Regions from separate parts of the Callithrix jacchus genome. Here region 2 is linked to region 1. A link is a contact called in public Hi-C data. All regions are on one chromosome and are shown on one strand. Each heading gives the region's core, a stretch centred on a gene start, on an enhancer-like site or on the middle of the called end of the contact. The rest is flanking DNA. Distances are from core to core; before and after follow the strand shown.

Region 1 (2,993 bases), core at 247-2,746:
GATGCAAATAGCACAGCCAGTCTGTTAAAAAGTATACATAACAGTTATCCATCTCAAGATTTCTAGTCACGTCAGCTTTGTTTTTTTGTTTTGGGACCTGCCTCAACAGAGCTCCCTTGTCCTGACTTAATTTGGAATGTGCCTTGGTCCCCAAGGTTGGAGACATGTAGTCTGCCTGGCATACCACTGCCATTTTCTCTGTCTGCTTCTGCTGAGCTCCCTGTAGACACGCACCCTCACCCTCCTTCATTTTGTTGGTCGTTGAAGAGGGAGACTTTGCACTAGCCTGCTGTGGAGGCAGGCAGTGGGGCCAGGGGGCAGCACATTGAACACACTGCTGTTGACTTCCCAGTTGAAGGTCTGTGTTCCCTGCTGAGCATCTTTTGAAAAAGGACTGTGTCAATCATGTATGACACGTGTGATACACGTGTCTTGTATAATGCCATGTACTCCATGTCATCCCCACACTGGGCACTCAGGAGGAGCTTATGTGTGCTTGTGAAGGAATGAATGATAATAGAACGAATGAGAAATGAGGCCATCTCACCACTTGAACCTTTGTATGAGGGATTTGGAAGGAGATCCAGAGAATGTCTGGTTCACAGACATGTTTTGTATTTAGGTTTTTGCCAGTTTAATAAAGTGTCAGATTCATTTGTGCTAAAAATTGTACTTGCAGCATGCAAATAAGGACATTTCAACACACATTTCTTGCATAGTATCAGAAATAGTCTGGGCCTGTTGTGAAGGCTGTCAGTCTGCAGCCACTGCAGTCAGTTCTGTCTGGCCAGGCTATGCTTTAAACTGTTGGGCACACATCACACAGGAGCACATCATACTTTGCAAATGTATCATCTTCAGCATGTATTTGCTTTCTCAGGTCCTGATCCCACAAGGTTTACAGACACCCTCCTACTAGTGATAGAGCAGCCAGGGCTTCAGAAATATTAATCCATTTAAACTGCATAACACCCTAAAATATGGTAGTATCCTTATCCCCCTTCACAGATGAGATAGATGAAGTAGTTAAAAGTGAATACATGGCAATATAACCCATCCATAATGTCCAGATGCAAAACCTCTTGGCCTCTCCCTATTTTCATAGATAGAATATCTAGCAAGCATGCAACAGGAAACTTTGTGCACTACTCAGCCATGGGGACTGAAAATAATATATACGAGGTGGCGCCATGGTCCTGTGTATGGAGAGGAAGACAGGCAGAGGGGCGTTCTAGAGCCCCGTTAAACTCCCAGTTTCACAAGAGCTTCTTCAGCGATGATAAAGTGCTGCATGTCTGGAGAATGTTCCCAAGCCGCTTGGTGGGTCTGCATGGCCTTGAGATTGTTCAGAGCCAGGAAACCTGTGCTCAGCCTGGGTCCTCCCTGGTGTGCAGCCAGCCTGCACCCACCAGCGGGCTTCCAGACGCCAGAGCCAGAGTCAGCGTCACAGGGCTGCTGCTGCAGGCATCCCTCCCCTCCCAGCCAGGGGAGAAAAGTGAGCCACGTGACCAGCTCTCCTAATTTCAGCTCTGACGGTGGTTTCCTTCAGCAGGCAGAAACTGGTGGTGTCATCCCTTGGTGCTCTGTATCTGAGCCTTGAACCAAGATGCCCCATAAACACCAGCCAAGTGCACTGGGTGGCAGAAAATCCAGAGCAGTCACCGCCTCACAAGTGTGTGGCTGATGGAGGCGGATTTCCTTGTTTACCCTGAGAATAGTTAGGCGTTTGCCCCATGCTGCTGGGGAAAGAAAACTTTGCAGGGTCCTCCCTGTCCAAAGTGTTTTCCTGCTGGTCTGGAGTCTGGAGTTTTTATAGTCTTTCCTCCCATAACTTGTGCTGTTTGAAAGAGTGTACAAGACATCTATGGCACTCTAAGGTGAAGAAAATGAATAATTCAGTCCCCCATTGTGCCAGCCACACTCCCAGCAGTTGGTATCTGGCAGTTGGTAGCCAGCTGTGAACAGTGGCTTTGCACTGGCCAGCAGTGACAGTGGTGTCGCCCCACTCAGCCCTGGCGGAAATCGTGCCACATGTCAGAGCCAGAGGTCTTTCTTAGGGTCCCCGCTTTCCCACATGGCCAGGTCTGAGGCCACCCGCCCCGAGGAGCCGCAGTGGGGAGCTGCCTCCCATGGCACATGTGCAATACATGATCTGCGAGTCCACAGACATAAGGGAAATTCCAAAATGTTTTGAGGAACGTTACAGCACTTATCCTACAATGTTTTAATGGAGGCGATTTTCTAGGACATTTTAGAAGTTTGAATCATCAAATAAACTGTGACATCTAACAGGAAACATACACATTATGAATCTGAAGTTTTGTTATTGAACTTAGTACACATTGTGAATCTAAAGTTTTATTATTGAATGTAGTAAGATCTTATTCTTCCTGATAAGATCTGAGTTTTTTTTGCTTGCTTCAAGCATATTAACAAGGCTCATAAACAGACTATTAAATAGAAACAGAGGGGTCATTGTTATCTGTTAGCATTCACATGTGGAGAAGAAAGACCACAGGGTGGAATTCTAAAAGAGCCCCTTCCTGCAAGAGAGGTTCAGGCAGCTTCTCTGAACAAGTTGCTTTGCGCTGTGAGGGAGGATAAGGCAGCACTTCGCAGTCCTAAGGGGAGGGTCATGCCGGGTGCCCTAGGCTCAGCATCTTTAAGGACGGGAGCAAAGACCAATGAGGGGACCGAAGTTCATCCTATTGCACTAGGAACCCCTAAAGGGATTTAAGTTGAGCAATCTACTGACTTGTGGGGAAAAAAAGAATGGCTTGGAGCAGTCATGGAGCTAAGTGCTTAGGGGGTAGTGCCCAACATTTAGGGAGTGGTGTCCTGCATTTAGTGGGTGGTGCCCAGTGCTCAGGGGGTGGTGCCATATCCAGGTGAGAGATAAAAGCAGGTGTCACAAAACAGGGAGAAGTGGACACCCTGGGCACCATTTTGCAGAAGAACTGATGAGGTTTGTTGATAGATTTGAAATGGGATAG
Region 2 (2,993 bases), core at 369-2,868, 430 kb after region 1:
CCGAGCTTATTTTCCATGTAACAGTTGAGTCTTAAAAACATGGGAACAGCTAGGCGCAGTGACTCACACCTGTAGTTCCAACACTTTGAGATGCTAAGGTGGGAGAATTGTTTGAACCCGGGAATTCCAGACTAGCTCTGCCAATGGTGAAACCTCATCTCTGCCAAAAATACAAAAAATTAACTGGGTGTGGTGGTGTGTGCCTGTCATCCCAGCTACTCAGGAGGCTGAGGCAGGAGAATCGCTTGAACTTGGGAGGTGGAGGTTGCAATGAGCTGAAATTGTGCCATGTCACTCCGGCCTGGGGGACAGAGTGAGACTCCATCTAAAAAACAAAAACAAAAACAAAACAAAAAACCCCCAAAACCGAACAACAAGTGCTTTTCTAAAAGTCTGTAGAGCAAAAGATGGCAACATCTTCTGAACATAATAAGCATTTTCAAATGTGAGTCAGAGATAGCTCCTTTTTAAAGGCAGAATTTTAAAAAAAATGAGCAAAACATTTATTTCATGGAACATAGTGAATATTCTCTTCTCTGTAAGCAAAAATACACTTCTCCCCATTCCTCCAAGGATGCCAGATCCTGATTCATTTTCTGTTCAAGACTCAGCAGAAACACAATGCTCCATTTTATAGAGGCTTATTACAACACAATGACAGTACTATAATTTCTGTCAGGGTGAAGTGCTTCACTTGGCTTTGGGCCAGTTAAACTCAGTGTTGTTTAGCACTTCTGCAGTTTCTGACACAGGCAAATACCTTCATGTTTATGCATTCTGTATGCTTTCAGGACCATTTTTAAAACGTGGTTTTAACAGCATCTTATTAGAAGCAGTATTTGGACTTTGCATGTGACCAGATTTCTTATTCCCGGTGTGAACATTCAGTTTTTGAGGCATTGCGAGTGAAAGCGCCACCCACTTCTGAGGCCAAAGCAGTCGTCAAATCCCTTTGTCAAAGGAAACCTGTAATTGTAAAATTCCTCCTTGATTTCATTGTTCATGTGGACCAAAATAGAGTTCCCTTGTTTTTTTTTTTTTGGTTATGTGGTGTGCAGTCATTCTTTTTTTTTTTTTTTTTTTGAGAGTCTTATTCTGTCTCCAGGCTGGAGTGCAGTGGCACAATCTTGGCTCACTGCAACCTCTGCCTTCTGAGTTCAAGTGATTCTCCTGCCTAATTTCCGTATTTTTAGTAGAGACAGAGTTTTACCATGTTGGCCAGGATGGTATTGATCTCCTGACTTCATGATCTGCCTGCCTCAGCCTCCCAAAGATGGGATTACAGGTGTGAGCCACCGCGCCTGGCTCCAATGTGTGGTCATTCTTAATGTTGTTTTGAAAAAGTTATAGACAGTTAAGGAAATATCTTAGGGAATTGGCCAAGCTCTAAAGCTAGGCACATATATTTTTGTCTATTTAATAAAAAAAATACAAGAATGTTTTTCCTGAAGCCGTTCTGGTCTGACTCCCAATACCTACCTGCCTGTGGATAGCACTGTGGACTTTTGCCCTGGAAGACTACTGCTTGCATGAATGTTCTGTAAGCCTTACTTCCTGGTTGGGAGCCAACTGATTGCTTACACGTGACACTAACCTCTCCTGTGAACAGTCCTGGTGGCTGCTGTGTCCTGGAGTCATGTAGTGGTAAAACGGACGTGCTAGAAGGAGAGAGGGGGAGTCCTTTGCAGGAGCAAGGCTGTGTAGCAGACCTTTGATCCAACAACAAAACTAAGCCTAGCAAGATAATTATCTCATTCCTTTTTAGCAATACGACATGACAGACATGCTGCAATGACTTCCAAATACGTCCCTCCTTTTTGCTTAGATCGGGGGTAGAATGAGGATAGAAAATGAGAGGTCTAAGGAAAAACAAAGTATTTGTTTATTCAGACATTTACAGACTCTAAATGCAAACATTTACCAAGTCCTCTCTGCAGGCCAGGTACTGTGCTCAGTGTTTTACAGGTGTTCTCTCTCTTCATTCTTATCATAACCACCAAGTAGATAAAGCCCACCTTCTGTTTAGCAGTTAAGGACATTGAGCCTTTGGGGCGGTTAAGAAACTTGCAGGTAACATGGTAGTAAGAGGCAAAGCTAGGTCTCTATCCTGATGTGATACCAAGCCTGTGCTCTTAAGCACTGTGCTATACTGCCTCCCTGTGTTAGAATATCTTTTATCCCCAGCACTGTGGAAGATAAGAAGTAGAAGATAAAAAAACCTGCTACATGGTACATGCCTGGAGATAATATTGTATATGTTTGCCATTATATTATATTCTTATGTTAGAGTATGCTAAATTGCTATGTTCTATATGAAACAACCAGGAAACTTAACTGGGCTCAAGCAAATGTAATTCAAGCTGTTTGATCTCTAAAATATGATTATAATGATCTCTTTCTGTTGGCCTCTCTGTCTGTCCCTGGTTTTCTGAAGAGATCTTTTGTTTTCTATGTACAGTTGTGACTGAGAAATACCAGCTGCAGGGGAACAATTCATGATATTACCTTCCCCCTTTCCCATTCCCTACCTACCACCCCCAGTCCTGGCAAGTGCTATTATTTTGAATGAATATGATTGACAGAGATGGGAAGCTTTCACATTTATTTCTCTTATAAAATATACTAAAGCCAAAACTTCTCCAAAAGGGGTCCCAGCATTTTCCTCTGGTTCAGACACAAACCTTTGAGAAAAAAGTTGCTGCCAGTGAAACATAGTTGAAAAACAGAGAGGCAGAAAGAGGAGCAACACGTCTAGGATTTTCAAGCACTGTAATAGCCATTGTGTTTTACTTTTGAAATCCTGAGGGATAGTTACATCTCAAAGCACAAACTGAAGATAATTCTCGAGATTATCGAATGTTCTGTTATATAGACATCAGATTTCAGGTTGGTCTAATTTTCTTTGACTACTCATTTCCGAAAATTGCCTGTGGGATACAGAATCCATCCTTAAATTAAGGCTTTCCTTGGCCAGACAGTGTCTCACGTCTGTA

Evidence for each region. A called contact is a pair of places that touch in the nucleus more often than the background predicts.
Region 2: a contact with region 1 is called in a Hi-C map of skeletal muscle, with 5 times the contacts expected there. The contact joins two enhancer-like sites. A contact is called at or near these places in 2 of 3 Hi-C or Micro-C datasets (induced pluripotent stem cells and skeletal muscle).

Annotation. Positions count from the first base shown.
Region 1 is chr6:124,514,220-124,517,212 of calJac240_pri, forward strand. All of the region lies in intron 5 of CYP20A1 (cytochrome P450 family 20 subfamily A member 1), which reads left to right. Among named protein-coding and RNA genes, the nearest start is that of CYP20A1, 86 kb to the left of the region's middle. Within about 2 kb of position 1,497, at least 3 of the 16 cell types and tissues checked have an H3K27ac peak or open chromatin away from gene starts, as enhancers often do.
Region 2 is chr6:124,948,458-124,951,450 of calJac240_pri, forward strand. No RefSeq gene overlaps it. Among named protein-coding and RNA genes, the nearest start is that of CD28, 65 kb to the right of the region's middle. Within about 2 kb of position 1,619, at least 6 of the 16 cell types and tissues checked have an H3K27ac peak or open chromatin away from gene starts, as enhancers often do.